Regions from separate parts of the Pan troglodytes genome. Here region 1 is linked to region 2. The links are chromatin contacts, called in public Hi-C maps. All regions are on one chromosome and are shown on one strand. The core of a region is the stretch at or near the end of the contact, and the rest is flanking DNA. Distances in the headings are between cores, read along the strand shown.

Region 1 (4,903 bases), core at 1,089-3,588, 48 kb before region 2:
GGCCGCCTCAGCCCTAGGATTTCCAAGTTGCAGGGGGAAAGGTGAACCTGACTCCCCTCCCGAAGGGCTGCGTGGGGGGCTCAGAAGACTCCTGTCAGGGGTTGGGGAGGCGCCTCGAAGCGGGGCCCAGAGTGAGGCTGCTGAAAGGGGGCCTGGGAGGTAGGCGGTGCGCCCTCGAGGCCACCTGGTCAGTAAAGGCGCTTCTGTGCTGTACAAGCAAGACAGCAGTTGTAGCACCCGACCCTCGGGCTCCAGTGGCCCACGGTGCAGGCGGGCAGGGGAAGAGTGGCTCTGCGCGCAGCCCCGGGTGCCCTAAGGTTACCTCCTCATCCCCTGCCGCTGCTGTGCCGCCCCAGCCCTACCCCCGCCCCGAAAAAACCCGGCCGCGCGGGCCAGAGCCTAAGCTGCACGGGCTCCTGACCCCGGCTCGCCAGGCTCAGCCCAGTCCGACCCCGCCTCGGCTTCACAAAGGCCACGTGCGGCCAGGGCCGACAAGGAACGACCACGACTCTCAGATCTTTAATTACGCTAGGAGTCCTTACCCTTCCCCCCAACCCATCGCCGGCTTCCAGCCCTTTAATCAATTTCACGATATTAAATATTAATTTCCTGCCAGCCACGGTTTCTCGGAGGAGGGGGAGGGGATGGGCAGGGCAGCTCCGAGGCTGGAATGGCTTTGCAGGGTGTGACCACGACAGCAGGGCGCGGAGGACGCGCGGACTCCTAAGTGAGCTGTGCCCAGAACTCGGAGCCACTGGGTTTTCGCTCTGTAGCTGGGGAACTTGGAGAGTTATGAGCGCCTGGGTGCAGGCCTCCAGGAGGGGCAGCGAGGTGCGCGGAGAGTCCGGGTGTGCTGGGCGACCGCCTCCTGCTCCGCGCGCCCCCCCTCCCCACCCCAGCCGCGAGTCAGCCTCACGCGGGCCCGCGGCGCGCTGCGATGATGGATCGCGCCTGGCGGGGGTGATTTGGTGTTGATCGCACATTATCACTGGCAGGTTGGACTGGTTGCTGATGGACGACTTCTAGCGGCGGCGGCAGCAGCGTCTTCAGACACCGCGCTGGGACTCGCTCGCTCGGCGAGGGTCTTTCCCCCCCCACACCCCCTCCCTACTTCCAGGCGCCAGGAGGGCCTGGGAGTCCGAGTGGGGTCTCCTCGCGTCCAAGGCCGCCCGCTCCTGTCTGGGTCCGGGTGTGGGCTGTTGGCTGGGTGAGGAGAGGAGCCAGGACGCCTCTCCCACTTCCTCCCACTCCTCCTTCCCTTGCCGCCTGCTCCCCACCCCCTTCCTGCTTCCCCACCGAAACCCGGAGGCCCTGGGTCACTCCGCGGGTGATATCCACGCCGCCTGACCCTGGCCGCGGGGGTGCGGACTCCTCTGCTCCGCAGCCCCCGACCCTCTCCCCCGGTCGCAGCAGCCGCGGCACTGCGGTGCGCCCCTTCTCGCCTCTTTTTCTAAAGTGCCTGCAGATACAAAAGCGGTTTCGTAATGCCTTCCGTCTGCGAGAGCCGGAGGACCTTGGCTGACCTTTCGGAAACTGATTGCAACTGCCTGTTAACAGCCCGTACTGACCGCACTGAGCGGAGCGGAGGACAATCATTTAAGTGACAGACGGCGAGGTGGCCCCGGCTCAGTCGAGCGGCCTGGTTAAGCCCGCCCCGCCCCTCCCCCGACCCCCTCCCCTCCCGCAGCTACTCCCCCAGCCCCGGGCGCACTGCGGGCCGCGGCGGGCGCTCGGGCAGGCGGAGAGGACGCGCGCGCGCGTGCGTGTGTGTGTGTGCGCGCGTGTCCACGATTACCGGCCGACGGGTTAACCCTTTGCCGAGCAGCCGGTCCCTTTGAGGCCGGGCGCTGCCGGATTAATCTGCCATCTGCAAAAGAGGAATAACAGGGCCGTCTCCGCCGACTTTCCCTAATGGGTAAACTGTACCCTCTTAGCGTGACCCACGCTGCGTCCCTGCTGCTGCCAGGGAAAGATCCGGACCCTTGGCTCTTCTGCCGCGGCCCTGGGTCCCCTCCCTGCACTCCCCTTCCTCTGCACAGACACAGACACAAGGAACAGCACGAGGGGTCCAAAGGCTCCCAGGGGCTCGCGGTGCAGTGGACGTGGGTGTTCCCGGTGTTTTCTATTTTGGAAACTGGAGAAAGGTGGGGTAGGGGGGACGTAGCGAAAAGCCGAGGTGGGGGAGGGGAGGCTGGTGACAGGGCACCTCGGGCTTCGCTCGCTCCCTCTCTCGGGAGAGATCGCCAGCTGCTCTCCAACAGGCAGCGCCCTGAAATCTATTTAAAGAGAGGGAAAGGGGAGGAGAACAAAGGGGGAGGAGGGGGACGGCGAGCGGAGCCTGGGCGAGAGCGAGCGAGCAGGGAGGATCCGCCGCTCCGCGGGCACATCAAGCGCTCACATCTGTACACTCCGCGATCGATGGGGAGAATGGATAATATTTGTCAGCTGCAGACCTTTCTCTTCCCGGTTCCTGGGGAGGGGAGGGGGCGAGGAGGGGGAGGGGCGGGCAGGCCAGGCGAGAGAGGCCGCCTCAAGGACAGCGCGCTTCCCGCTGCAGCCACACGGAAACCCAGAGCCATGAAAGCCGGGGGATTTTTCTCTTATTATCATTATTAATTATTTTTTATTATTCCAGAGCAGCCCGCGAACGCTCGGTGGCGCCCCTCCCCCGCCGCCTCCCTTTGTTGATTCTCAGCTGCTAGAGCGGCGGGCCCGAGCCGCCACCGCCGCAGAGCACGATCTGCTCTTGCGCCCTCGGTCGCAGCTGCGGCCCAGGAAGCCGGGGCTGCGTCGCCGCCCCCTGCCCCCCACGGCGCGGCAGCCCTCGCACCCCCTCCTCGCCTCCCGCCACGAGGCCAGCCCTGCCTCTCCACTGCCTCTCGCTGCGGCTCCGAGTCCCCAACGCAGAGCAGAGGCACTGGCTGCTGCGGCCCCGAGCTTCCGGCCGCGCGGGGGCCTTTGCCACCCCCTAACCCCCGCAGCTGCACTCTGATGCCGCCGGCCTCACACATGGTCTTCATTTTGCACACTAGCGGCGTGCTTCCTCTCAGCTCCTCTCCTCGGGGCTTTTCGGAGCGAGGAGGGAGGTTTAGAGGAAGTTAGAAACCCAGCGAGCCCAGGGGAAAGGGGGAAAACCCTCGCTCTTAGTCTCAGCTTCCGAGGCAGAGGGAGCGCCCCGCGGGGGGTGGGGCAGAGTCTGGGTGCCCTCCCCTTCCTTGGATGCAGGAAAGGTTAAGTGAGGGGTGGCGGTCGGAGGAGCGACAGATTTGCTTTTGCTCATCCACATGCCTGCTCAGACCGGCCTGGGTATCACTGACCCGGCACCCTCGGAACGGCAGAACCCGGATGGGAGCAGATCCGCCAAGCGGTCATCAAACAAGACCAAAGACATTTCAGCTGTCCCCTACCCTCGGGCGAGGGTGGGGGTGCCCCCTGGGTCTTTGCTTCCTCGCGCACCCCCAGGTTGGAAGGCCAAAGCCGACGCCTCACAGACCGGGGGTCCGGGCCCCCTCTCTAGGGCGGAGGTGTGCAGAAAGCTCTAGTGCGAGTTTACTTGCGGCCTGGCTACCCCCTCCCCCCCCGCTGTCCTGCGATTCCGGGCCAGCCTGCGGCGGCGTCCCCGACTGCTCCGCGGTCCTGGGCAGGGCAGGAAGCTGGCACGGCCGACGGCTGGGCAGGCGCCACTTGGCCGGGCAGGCTGCTCGCTGGAACTCGCGCGGCACCTTCGCGCCGAGTCGGGTTCCTGGGTCTCCAGCCCGGTCACCCTGAGCGGTTTCACCCCCCACTTTGACCATCGGCCTCCCTCGGAAGTCTCCCTGTCTCCTCCCGCCCTCTCGGCTTTTCCCTTCCTCATTCTGTCTCGGGAGCTCCTTAATGCAGTCAACCGCCCTTCCCGAGATTCAAAAAGAAGTTTTGTGTTTCCCCGGGGGCAGCCGCCTAATGCTTCCCTTGTTTTCCGGAACAAAGCAGACATTCAGTGAGGAGGGGGCAGGCGCTGACTCCCTCCCCTCCCCGCAGCACCCCGCACTCCTGCAGATTCAGAACGCTGGCTCCGGGGCCCGGGTGGCCTGGGGGTGGGGTGGGGACCCCCTTCCCCTAGGCTTGGCTACAAAAGCCTCGCCCGGTAGCCGGAGAGAAAGCGGCGTGGTGTTTGGGTGAGGTTCCCAGCCCGGGCGGGGAGGGCGTGCACGCGGCTGTTTACAGTGTGCCTGTGCTGCTGGAAGCTCACCCGCCGCCGCTTGACAGCGTGGGGCACCCGCTGGCTGCCAGCTCAGAGGAGATGCGCAGCGGCGAGCCCTCCGGCACTCCACCCGAGGCCTCCGCAGCGCCAGGGCCAGGGCGCGCTGGGAAGCTCCAGGTCTCCAACCCCGAGTTCCTTCGGCCCACATACCCCTCCCCGTAACAATGGCCTAGATCCGGTAGTATATCAAAGGGACGGGGTGGGGAGGGGTGAAGAGCGCACAAGGGGCGCTCAGGGCTGTCGAAGCGCCTGGGTTCTGAGCATACCCCCGCCGCCGCCTGTCCCCTTGCAGGACTAAATTCCCCGGCCCGAGTGAGCGAAAGACAAATACTCTAGTGACTTGGAGGTGTTTCTCTCTCCGGATACCCCCCTGCAACCCCAGCAACCCCTACCCACCCTGCCCAGTGAACTTCTCTCCACCCCACCCCGTGGGGACCGCTGCACTAGCTGTGCCCACGAGCGCCAAGGCCTTCTCGTCGGCGCAGCGCTGCCTTAGATCCCGCTCCACCTCTTCCCCTCTCCTGGGCCTGTGGCCGGCCCCTGGCGCCTCCAGCGCGGCCTGAAACTTGATCTCACGTCGAAAGGACAGTGTGTAAACACCAGGCGCGCTCCGAGAACCCACGGGAGGGGCCGAGCGAGGGCCGCCGGGGCAGCTCGAGGCCC
Region 2 (4,875 bases), core at 1,900-4,399:
TCCGGGCCCCGGAGGGTGGCAGCCTGGCGCCCTCCGCGGGGCCGGCGCCGAGTCCGTCCGCCGGCTCTGTTTGCTTGGCTCCGCCGCCCGGGGCCGGGGCCGAGGAGCGGAGGTCGCCGGCCATGGCGAGCGAGGCTGGGTACCTGGCCGCCCGCTCTGGAGTTTTGTTTTGAAGCCCGGCGTGGGGGAGGGGCAGCACCTCGTCAAGGAGAAATTTCCTGTTCGCAAGACTCCGCTTGCAGAGTTTCTGTCCTGCCCTTGACCTGACAAGTGGATCTCGGCTGCGCGGGTCCCCGAGAGTCGAGCCAGCCGCGCCAGGAGTGCGCGGGGGTGGGGGTGGGGGCACCCGCGCCGAGGACCGGGGAGCCCGGCTGAGCGGGGCCGACGCCTGCCCTCCCGGTTCCCGGGCGCACCCGGGAGCGCAGAGCCGAGCGGTGACTAATCTGCGGCTCCGGGCCTCTTGGCGCGCAGCCCGGGTTCGCCTCCCGCCCCCTCGTCTCTCCTCCTCCCCGCCGCCCTCCCAGCCCAGCAGCGCAGCGCTCCGCCGAGCGAATCGTGCGGGCCAGGGCCGCCGCCGCCGCCGCGTTCCCGGGAGTGTGGGAAGCGGGTCGAGGCGGGTGGCTCGGGAGCCGTCTCCAGTCGGCCTCCTTCGACCCGGGACCGAATGTGCATGTGTTACCTTCCCCTTAGGCACTTTGATCAGCGTTTTCTCCTCGCAGCCGAGGAGCCAGAGCGAACCGGGGCTTTTAACCCCCTGCGTGCCGGCTCCACCGTGGGCTGAGGGAAGAGGGTGCCGCAGGGAGATTGGTCGATACAGGGTGCGATCAGTTTGGTTTAGCAAGCCTGAGCCAGGAGGAGCCCGGCCGGATCCGAGGAGCTTGCCCAAGCGCGGGAGGCTCTCCTGTGGAGAGCAGGCCGCTGAGGCCCGAGGCGACTCGTTAATGTTCAAGCTCTCCCAGGGGCAGCGCCGTAACTCGACCTGCCTGGCCAGGCAAGGTGCGGGCTTGAAAGGCCCGGCGGGCGGAGGCTTCTGGAGGGGCCCGGGAGGCCATGGCGGGACCCGCCTTCACGCACCCGGTTCGTTGGCGCGTGGGTGGCTCCTAACCCCGGTGGAGGCTTTGCGCTCGCCTCGCGGACTCGGCTCTGGCCGCCGCTCCCTCCCCTGGTCCAGGCCTCGCTTGGGAGTTAATGATTGATTTACTGGCTCCGCGCGGCCGGCGCCCTCCCAGCTATTTGTCCAAGGTGAGGAGTTGCTGGCGAGCAGCGCAGTAGGCCAAGAGAGCGGGGGTCGCCGGGGAAGGGAAGCCACGCTGCCGACGGGAAGGAGAGGCCACTAGATTAGCTCCCACTTGGCGGCTCTAGCTGTGTCGGGGCAAACCCTCAGGAAGCCGGGCCCGGGCGAAGGGAGCATTGGGAAGCTCCACATGTAAATGGGTTGGCAGCTGGCGATTAGGCCGCCCGATTTTATGAGTCATAATGGGCCTCCCGCCTGGCCCTCAACCTGCTCGCTGTGGATCCGGCGCGCTTGGGGCCCAAGTGGTGGACCATTCCGGCCGCGCAGAGGGACATGCTTCTGGGGGCCCAGGCCGCCGAAGGAGTTGAGAAGGACTTTCTCTCCTTTCTTGTAGAAGGCAACACAAACACCCTAAATCAAACCGCTCCGACAACCGAAGGCTCCACACAGACACATCAATAAGGATTTCGCCTCCCGCGTATGAACGCACAGAAACACTTGTCCTATTTTTATGCAAATGACACCACACAAATAGATCTCTCAGGCCCGGGAGAGGGGCGGGAGGAGGAGGGGCGCAGCCACCCCAGCCAGGGGGCTGTGAGAGGGGAGGGGCGCCAAACCCGCACCCCAGGGCCCACGCCGGCTCGGGCGCAGCGGGGCTGGCACTGGTCAGGCGGCCCGCCCCGCGGGCAGTGGCTCCCTGCCAGCGCCGCCAAGTCGGCCGCGTCCCCAGGCTGCCTGCAGAGGCGGATTAGGGAAGGAGCGAAGCGAGCCTGTGACTAATCGCGGGGCCTCGGACCGGAGCACCAAGGCCATGTGCGACTGACAGGACCGACACTAGCAGAGGACACGGCGACGCCTCGCTTAATTGCAGGCTTAAAAAATTGCCGCCTGAGCAGCTCTGGCGCGGAGAGCCACGGCTTGCGCGTCGAGCTAGGGAGCGCGCGCGCTTGGGTGGGGGCGGGGGTTCCTGCTCTCTCGCTCCAAGGTTGGAACGTTTGGCGTCTCCTGGACCGAGGGACCTGGCCCTTGCGTCCCCCACTCTGCTGGGTCGCCCCGCCCCGCGTGCCGACCAAGTGTGGCTGAGCCCGCCAGGAGAGTACGATCCAGCCTCCAGGGCTAGGTTTCTGACCCGACCCTTTCCCTCTAAAGCCGACGTTTCCCCGCTTTCGCCCTAGATCCTATACGGGAGGGGGCTGTGCAGTTGGGGGTGACAGATTCCAACAAATCCTAAAAATAAAAACCACACGCACGAAAGAAACACTTTCTCTTCCCTCCCCTTCCTTCTTCACCGACTGATACAAAGCCCCGAATGACCAAAGGGAAAGAGGTAAGTCGGGGCTGCAGGGAGCGAGGTCATCGAGTGCCAAAACCTCGGGGCTCACAGACACGCACTCTGGGTTCTTCACCCCTGGTCACAGTCTCTGTGGCCCAGACCTTCCTGGAGCACTGGGGCCTCTCGGGGGCGAAGGGAGAAGCGTCGGGAGGCCGGCGGCTCTGTGTTGGGGAGGGGGAGTGGGAGGGAGCGGAGAACCCAGCGAGAGAAGTTTCCACCACGCTCTGGCCGGCTGCTGCCAAAATCCCCGGACCCCTCCCCGCCTGCACCGCCTTCCGTTGCCACCACAAGTTTGGTTTAACGAGAGCTCGGGACAAAAGCAAACGTTTTCTATAGACCCCGAAAACAAAGGGGAAAGAGACGCGCGGGGCCGCGGAGAAGCGGCTGCTAGCGTAATGGTGCCAGGCCGAAAGCAGAGCATTAGAACTGCAAAAGCCGCGCGGGCGGGAGGAAGTGCGAGGCGGGAGGCGGGAGCGCGGGGAGGGCGGGAGGCGGGAGCGCGGGGAGGGCGGGAGGCGGGAGCGCGGGCGGGGGAGGGGCGCTGCGCCATGTTTCCGTGTCACCCGCCGAGTCGCCGGCGCTGGGCTCGGCCGCCGGCTCCCGCCTGCCTCCGTAACAGCAGAAAGCGTGCGATTAGCAGCCAGACAGGAGGGGACTCCGGGCCCGCGGGGCCGCCGCACACGCCGCCCGCGGCCCGAGCCCGCGCCCCCCCGCCCGCAGGGTAATCATCCTCCTCGCTGCAGCGCTGTGTGCACTCTCATTAGAGCAGGGAGGCTTTTCTCTGTGCACTCGCTCGGCTCCCGCTGGCAAAACAACGCCTTCCCCGGCCGGGCCCTGGGCCAGGAGAGTCGGGGAGGGTGGGACGGAGGTGGGGGGTGGGTGAGGCAGGGCAAGCCTTGCAGGTCAGCTCCGCCGCCCGATCTCCTTCGGACACGGAGGAGACGGGGAGCGTCCATTGGCCCTTCCCTAGGTGGAGTGGCAAAGTCCGAGCCCCGCAGCCGACCCTACGTCCCTACGTGGAGCGGGGCGGGTGGAGTACCGGTGCCGCCATGACCTACTCCTGTCCCCCGCCGGAGGCTAGAGTAGGGCTGAGGGGGAGATGAGTGTGTCTGGTTTGGAGAGCGGGGGCGGACACAGGGAAGGCTCCCAAAACAGGTTTTGCCCCATCTGTTTTATGAACGACCTCTTCAGGCCAGAAGCCGGATCCCAGGGGTGGCGGCCCTTCGACCTTCGAAAAGAGACCCAGGCCCCCAGCAGGCCCTCTGGCTTCGCGCTCTGTCGCCTGCAGTGGGTGGGAGATGGGGGTGGCCGAGGCTTGGCTGCTCCTGGCCCTGAGCTTCGGAGCCCTATTTTCTTCTCCGCGATCTCTGCACACAACAGTAGGCAGCCTCTCACAGCAGCACGCGCCCAGCTGCAGGGCCTGGGAGCAGGTGTTCCTGCCCGGCCGGAGTGGCGGCTCCGCGCCCCTCCCGTCCCAGCTGCGGAGCTGCGAGCGGTGCGGGGGGGCGTGCTTATGGTGGTAGCAGAGGGACAGGGACATCTCATCGGACCGCAGGAAGGGTCCTCCCGGCTTACACCGGGATACCGCAGGGCCCGGGTGGTCGCCTGGGGCGAGGAGGGATCAGGGGTGACGCGCGGCCAGCCCTCGTCTGGAACAGCCCTGGGGCCAGCGGAGGCCGCTCGGGGCGGCGCGAGGGCTTCCGGTCCCCGTGACTGCGGCGGCGGCGGCGGGGCGGCCGCGAGGAGCACCCTCCCCTGGCTGCTGCCGCCGCGCGGCTCTCGGAACGGCGCCCCAGGAGCCTCTCTGCGTCTGGCAGCGCCGCTTTCGGCTTGCGCTGGGATGGGGGCCGCAGGGTGGTCTCGGCCCAGCCCCCACGGGGAGGGGCGGGGAGGCGGGGTCCGCAGACCCCGCGGGAACGGCCGCGCGCCTCCCAGCCCCCCCTCCTCGCCGCCGCCGCCGCTGCTGCTGATATGGCGGGCACGTGAAGCGCAGCTCGGCGCCCCGGCGCCAGCCAGGGAGCGGCCTGCCCCGCCGACTCAGCTTACCCGCGGGCCCAGGAACGCGGAACCGAGCCTGGCCGGGCCCCGCGGAGCCCGCACCTCCGCCCCCAGCTCGCTGCGGCCCCGCACCCCCTCCCCGCCTGAGCCCGGCCTTGGGGCCGCGCCAGGCGGCTCGCCCGAGGGGAACTCGGGCTGACTAATGGGACGCGTGTGGGCCTTACGTGAGGCCCGGCTGTCAGCGGATGCCCGCTTGCTCGGAGCTTAGACCGCGGCCAAGCTTTTCGGGGAAGGGCGAGAGGAGGGG

Evidence for each region. Hi-C and Micro-C count contacts between places; a contact is called where the count stands out from the background.
Region 1: a Hi-C map of stem cell-derived neural progenitor cells shows a contact between it and region 2, with 5 times the contacts expected there. The contact joins the enhancer-like site here to the promoter of LOC107972755 in region 2. A contact is called at or near these places in 4 of 7 Hi-C or Micro-C datasets (blood, induced pluripotent stem cells and stem cell-derived neural progenitor cells), 1 of 1 datasets of contacts at active chromatin or transcription factors (stem cell-derived excitatory neurons) and 1 of 1 other capture datasets (stem cell-derived neural stem cells).

Annotation. Positions count from the first base shown.
Region 1 is chrX:40,577,991-40,582,893 of NHGRI_mPanTro3-v2.0_pri, reverse strand. All of the region lies in intron 1 of BCOR (BCL6 corepressor), which reads left to right. Among named protein-coding and RNA genes, the nearest start is that of BCOR, 23 kb to the left of the region's middle. Within about 2 kb of position 2,338, at least 12 of the 24 cell types and tissues checked have an H3K27ac peak or open chromatin away from gene starts, as enhancers often do. A contact at or near this core is called in stem cell-derived excitatory neurons, stem cell-derived neural progenitor cells and stem cell-derived neural stem cells, where this site is marked.
Region 2 is chrX:40,530,983-40,535,857 of NHGRI_mPanTro3-v2.0_pri, reverse strand. It overlaps LOC107972755 (actin nucleation-promoting factor WAS), which reads left to right and starts at 3,149. Exons shown (of 1, transcript XM_016947537.4): 1 at 3,149-4,875. The coding sequence starts at 3,670. The coding sequence ends at 4,767. The region is part of intron 1 of BCOR (BCL6 corepressor); the gene reads left to right.